Regions from separate parts of the Capra hircus genome. Here region 1 is linked to region 2. The links are chromatin contacts, called in public Hi-C maps. All regions are on one chromosome and are shown on one strand. Each heading gives the region's core, a stretch centred on a gene start, on an enhancer-like site or on the middle of the called end of the contact. The rest is flanking DNA. Distances are from core to core; before and after follow the strand shown. Region 1 holds the start of WNT7B (protein Wnt-7b). Region 2 has its middle 14 kb from the start of ATXN10.

What was found. Hi-C and Micro-C count contacts between places; a contact is called where the count stands out from the background.
Region 1: a contact with region 2 is called in a Hi-C map of blood, with 10 times the contacts expected there. The contact joins the promoter of WNT7B here to the enhancer-like site in region 2. A contact is called at or near these places in 2 of 5 Hi-C or Micro-C datasets (both in blood).

What each region holds. Positions count from the first base shown.
Region 1 is chr5:115,234,782-115,237,841 of ARS1.2, reverse strand. WNT7B (protein Wnt-7b) reads left to right here and starts at 1,589. Exons shown (of 4, transcript XM_018048903.1): 1 at 1,589-2,023. The coding sequence starts at 1,953.
Region 2 is chr5:114,962,087-114,965,215 of ARS1.2, reverse strand. No RefSeq gene overlaps it. Among named protein-coding and RNA genes, the nearest start is that of ATXN10, 14 kb to the left of the region's middle. Within about 2 kb of position 1,640, at least 3 of the 5 cell types and tissues checked have an H3K27ac peak or open chromatin away from gene starts, as enhancers often do.

The DNA of each region.
Region 1 (3,060 bases), core at 340-2,839, 270 kb before region 2:
CAGCCGGCCCAATCCCGGCTCCGCTCCAGCCACCGGCAGCTAGGTCTCGGCCCGACCCTCCGGTTTCCAGGGCTCAGCTTCCCATTCCGTGAAATGGGGTGACATCTGGGGCGCTGGGACGCAGAGAACACTTGGGGGTGAGGCTGCTATAGTCATGTCTCTTTTTCTGTGCCTCAGTTTTCCTGCCTGTGAGGCTGTTTAGTGTCCCCTCTCATCTATCTGTGAACGCTCTGTCTGCCGGCTCCGCTCAGCTGCACCAGCGACCCGATCAGAGGCCGAGGAATGGCCCGCGCCTGGGTGGTGGCAAAGGTTCAGGGGATTTGCAAGGATTAAGAGGGGATCAGGAGCAGGGGGTCGCACAGCAGGGTGGAGGGAGCGGAGCCTTCAAAGTGGGGGCGGGTAGGCTAGGTGGGACCCAGGCTGGCTGGAAGCAACACGCTGCCCCTGCCCGCGCCTGGACGCCGGCGGCCACCCCGACAGGTTTCAGGCCTCTGCTGTCTTCTGAAACTAAGTACGTCCCAGTTTCATATTTTCGCCCAAGAGGCGTCCAGGTCTGTACACCCAAGCAGGACAGGCGTCTGCCCAGGGCAGTGCTTAGGCAGAGGGCCACGGACCGGCCCTCTCCAGAGAGAGCTTCAGCCAAAGGCAGGCCCTGTGCCCACCCGGGTACCCGCTGGCCGGCACCGAGCCAAGTCAGATGCTCTGGTGTGTGAGGCACCACGCTGGTTCTGACCTTGCACTCTGGGCACTGCAGAAGAGAAAGTGCAGGCCGAGGAGTTCGGAGGTGATGGGGAGAGCAAGCAGGGGGTCCCTGGGGTGGGAGCCTCCCACAGAGCCAAGGAACCCGCCCCAGCGTCTTCCCATCTGTCTCCACCACGGTGCTCAGCCAAACGGCTTCCCAAGGAGGTCACGGAGCCAGTCTCTTGCATCTGGCAAGGCCTGACTGTCTGTCCGTTTCCTGCCCCTGCTCTCAGTAAGCGCCGCCGGCAGCGGTCCTGACAGGTGTGGGGACCCGGGGGCTGGAAGAGGGGCTCTGATTGAGGTCCTCGGGGGCTGGCAGAAACGCCTGTGTGAAGGGCGTGGTCCGGGGGGACCCCCAAACGGGGTAATTTCTGAGGGGTAGGGGAAACGTGCCCAGAACGGGAATGGATATGGGTGGTCTCTCCCTTCCTCTCTAGAAGCTGGAAGCCAAGTGGCTACACCACCCGACGGGGCCACTCCTGCGCCCTCGCGGGCGCAGAGGAGCCGCCAGCCCCTCCGCAGGTGTCTTTTCGGTGCAGCGCCCTCCCCGGCGAACCCCCCCTCCCCGCGCACCCAACCCCCTTCTTCCCTCCCAGTCTGGGCTCAGCGATCGGAAGGGAGCCCGCCTGGGGAGGGGGTTCCGGGGGAGAGATGCGTTCGTGTGTCACGGGGGAGGGAGGAGAAAAGGGAGGGGAGAGGCCGGGAGCGAGGGAGAGAGAGCGCGCGGCGAGCGAGGAGGGCGGGCGGGAGGCGGGTCCTCCTACCTGGGGCGCGCTCGCTCGCTCGCAGCTCGCTTGCCGGGGCCGCGAGTCACCTGGGGAGGCCGACAAGTGCGGACACATTGGCCGCCGCGGCGCTCGGGGAGGCGCGCACGGCCCCAGGCGGCTGCGCCCAGCGGAGGCAGCGCCCGCCCGCCCGCCGCGCTCGGGCCCCGGCCCCCGCCGGCGCTCCCGAGGCCCCGCGGTCACAGCTCGGCTCCGAGGTTGCAGCCCCCGTCCCAGGTCACTCCCACAGGCGCACACGGCGGCGGCGGCGGCCCGGGCTCACCATGGTGGCAGCGCGCGCCCAGTGCCCGCGCGTCGCCGGCCGCCGGAGCCGCAGCGCCGGCTGAGCGCTGTCCACCGAAGCCCCCCGCTCCTGCCCGTCCCTCGCCCGGCCCGCGCGTCCCCTCCGGCCGCCGCGGTCTATGGCGCAGCCCCCCTCCCTGGATCATGCACAGAAACTTTCGCAAGTGGATTTTCTACGTGTTTCTCTGCTTTGGCGTTCTCTACGTGAAGCTCGGGTGAGTAGCCCTGTGGGCAGGGGCGGGAGCCCAGGACGGGAGCAGCCGGTGGGAGCCGCCTCCAGGGCTCCCCGCGGGGACCGGAGGGGGGCACGGGCAGCTCTCGGGGATCCCAGGCTGGCCTGTGTGTTGAACCCGCAGCCCGGCCCGGCGGAGACGCCGCTGAGCCCCTTGAGCCGCGGGTACTCGCGAGGGGCGCCCAGCCCAGGGCTGGGGCAGGGAGAGCCGGACGCGCGGGCTGCCAGGCTCGCGGGTAGCGGCGAGCGTGCCCGGCGCGTACTTTCACCTGTTTGGGCTCCAGGCCCCGGGGGTGGGACGCGCCTTCCCTCCCCCGGGCTGCGCTGGGCGCGGAGCCCGGGCCGAGCGCTCGCCGCCGGGAGGGCGCGCCGGGGCGGGGGCGGGGGGCTTCGGGCTGCCGAGGGCCCCGGGCGGGAGGGGGGCGCACCCCCCAGGAGCGAGCGCGCAGGCCAGGGCACCCGCCACGGCACTTCGTCTCTATCCATCACGCGGACGTGTTGAAATTACCTTGACAACTCGTCGGGCTGGCTCGAAACGGGCCGCGCGCGCGGCCGGGCCGCCTCGGGCTCCGTCCGGGCCCCGCCCGCCCCGGGCCCTCGGCCGGGCCCCTGGCCGGGCCCCCTCTCGCCGCGCTCCCCCTCGCGCGGCCCGGCGGGCGGGCGGGCGGGCGCCCGGCGGGCCGCGCTCGCTGCAGTAGCTGCTCCGAGTCGTATTTCCACATTCCTGAAGCCAGCCGAGTCCTTACCTGTTGAGCTGCGATCTCCTTTAGACAGAATCTGTCTCGGCCTCGCTCGAAGTCGGGGGCGGGGTGGGGGGCGCGCAGGATGACTGCGACGGGGGCGCACTGTACCTCCATCGCCCGGACGCGCGCTGCGAGCCTACTGTGCGCCGCCAAAGGCGGGAAGGCAGGCCGGTCCGGCGGCGGGCAAAGCCAGTGAACAGCCCCGAGGCAGGGCCGGCCGCGCAGCGGCCTCCCAGGCGGAGAGGCAGAAGCAGGCCTGAGAGCCATTTCATCCATC
Region 2 (3,129 bases), core at 391-2,890:
TTCCCATGAGTTGATGGGCCGCAGTGGCAGAGACTGGGGCCATCCACGGGTGGGCCCAGCAGCACAGGCAGCCCCCACCAAAGCCCACGGCCTCTGTCAAATGTCTTGTTTTCTGCCCCCCTCCTTCCCTGCGGTTCTGCTGCCTTCACGCAGGAGTTGCTCCCAAGGGTTCTTCCCAACAGCTTCCTGCACCCAGATCTCTATACCCCACGCCCAGGGGCTCCCAGCCTGGGACAAGGTGCTCCACACCTGTTTGTGTTTATGGACTTAAACTACCTGCCTCCATCATGGTCAGTTCCATCCTTCTCCCGACCGTGGAAAAAGACGGCTGAGGCCCCCCTCCAAAGCTGGTGATCCAAACGTGTAAGGACCCAGTTCTTTCCTAGATGATTGACTGACCCTGGAAATGCCCCCACTACCTTGCCACCTACTGCTGTTGTTCATTGTTCAGTCACAACATCGTGTCTGACTCTTCGTGACCCCATGGACTGCAGCACGCCAGGCCGCCCTGTCCATCGCCAACTCCCGGAGTTTACCCAAACTCATGTCCATTGAGTCGGTGTGCCATCCTATCATCTCATCCTCTGTCGTCCCCTTCTCTTCCTGCCCTCAATCTTTCCCAGCATCAGTGTCTTTTCCAATGAGTCAGCTCTTCGCATCAGCTGTCCAAATTATTGGAGCTTCATCTTCAGCATCAGCCCTTCCAGTCAATATTCAGGGTTGATTTCCTTTAGGATGGACTGGTTTGATCTGGCTCCCACCTGTGGGCCTCAGTAATCCAGCCACTGAGTTCATCACGTCCCCAGAGACAGCTGCTCCCAGGGCAGGCGACCCTGTTTTGCCAAGAATAGGATCCAGAGTGCACACCCTGGAACAGGTGGAGGCATGTCTTCCAGGCGAGTGGGTGGTGAGTGAGGCCGACGGCACACCTGGCCTCCTGGCCCCTGCTCTCCACCTTATCTCAGCCAGTCGGGGCTGCGTTCTCATCACTGAACTCTGCAACTTCCTTTGCTGGCCGTGACACAGCCTGCAGTTATTTAACACAGTCATTCGTCTACCTATGTACCGTCCGTCTGCTCCTCTGAAACACGAGCTTCATGAGGGCAGGAAGCTTGCCAGTCTTTTTACTGTTTTACCTTTAGGATCTGGCTTAGCGCTTGGCTCTATGGATTAGGAGCATGCGTTTGAGGGAATCCCTGGCCGCCCAGTGGTTAGGACTCGGTGCTGTCACTGCCAGGGACCCAGGTCCCGTCTCCGATCAGAGATCTGAGATCCTGGAAGCTGCACAGTGCAGCCAGAAGGAAAAACAAAGCCCGCGTGTGAAGACAGCCTACTGTTACCACTTGGCAGGCTCTGGAGCCTGAGGCCACTCACGGGGCTGCTGGCGCCTTGGCTGTGAAAGGAGAGTGGAGGAAGGACGCTGTCACAGACGAGATAACGTAGGGACAAAGAACGGAGCGCGTGTGCCCGGGTAGGCACGAGGAGCGGCTGGTGCGCCCAGCTCCTCTCTGTCCTTGGGGAACCGGGAGGCAGAGCCGTCTGCCGGGAGCAGGTCTCGGAGGACTGGAAGAGATGCCCAGGCGCGGGGGAGGTGGAGTCCTGCCGTGGGCAGCTGACTCCGGGCACCATGGCCTCGTGGGCACCGAACATCCTTGTGTGGGGTGTCCTCTGTCGGGGCAGAGGAGACAGGTGCTGGAGCAGATCCCTCGCTCAAGTCTGGCCGGATGAGCAGGACGGAAGGACACTGGGGCAAAGCAGTTGAGGGTCCTGGCACCAGCACGGCCGTGACATGCCTTTTGCGGTCTGGAGGCCTGGAGCTGGGAGCCGGGAGGCGCTGGTCCACGTGGGAAAGTCCGGGGACTGGGGATCAGGGTGAGGTCAGCGGGGGGGTGTGGCGGGACGGAGGCGGGAGCGGCCGGGCCGCGTCGGAAGCTGCGGTCAGGCAGTGGGCTCCTGGAGTGATGACAGGGCCCGGGGTGTGGGCGGCCGGAGGGAGCGGAGGTGAAGGTCACCGGCCGGAGGGGGCGCGGTGGGCTGGGCGGCGCCGAGGCACGGCCCCTCCCGCCGGCCTCCTGCGCTCCTGGACCCCCGCCCTCCCTGGGGGCCGGTTCCTGGGCCCTGCGCTCCTCTCTGCCTCCCCGCTCACCCCCGGTCCTGTGAACAAGGTTTCACCACCCCTGACGGCCGAACGTTTCTCAAACAGAACCTACTTTCTTTACACCAGCCTTCCCTTTCTCGCCACCCTGTCTTTGCCTTCCCCATCCCCCAGTTTCTCTGTCACTCATTTCCTCTCCTTCCCTGCTGCTTTTGCTGCCGCGGCCATCTAGTCTATTGCACATCCTCGGACATTATTTTGGCCATAACAGGGGTTTTAAGCTAAGCCCCTTCTTCCAATTTTCGAAGCTAAAACCCTACGCATGAGTTGGCAACACAGATCCGCAAAGTGAGGAGTGAGAGAGGGGCTGAATCTCTGGTGGGTGGGGGTACAGAGGAGGAAACGGGCAGGAAGGAGCCCTCAGACCGGTAGAAATAATAGGACTTTGTAGTCAGACAGATGTGGGTTCTAAGTCCGTCTGTGCCAGCCACGGGGGAACCTCAGGAAAGCCACTTCTCTCAGCCTTAGTAAATCGAGGAAGATGGTGCCTAATGGGAGATTGTTGTTCAGTTCCTAAGTCGGGTCTGGCCCTTCGAGGCCCCATAGGATGTAGCACGCCAGGCTTCCCTGTCCTTCAGCATCTCCCGGAGCTTGCTCAAGCTCATGTCCATAGAATTTGTGATGCCATCCAACCATCTCATCCTCTGTCTCCCCCTTTTCCTCCCGCCTTCGATCTTTCCCAGCATCAGGGTCTTTTCCAATGTGTCAGCTTTTCACATCAGGTGGCCAAAGTGTTAGAACCTCAGCATCAGTCCTTCCAATGAATATTTCAGGGTTGATTTCCTTTAGGATTGACTGGTTTGATCTCCTTGCAATCCAAGGGATTTTCAAGAGTCTTTAGCACCACAGTTCAAAAGCATCAATTCTTCAGTGTTCAGCCTACTTTATGGTCCATCTTTCACATCCATACATGACTACTGGAAAAACTATAGCTTTGACTATAGGAACCTTTGTCAGCAAAGTGACATCTCTGC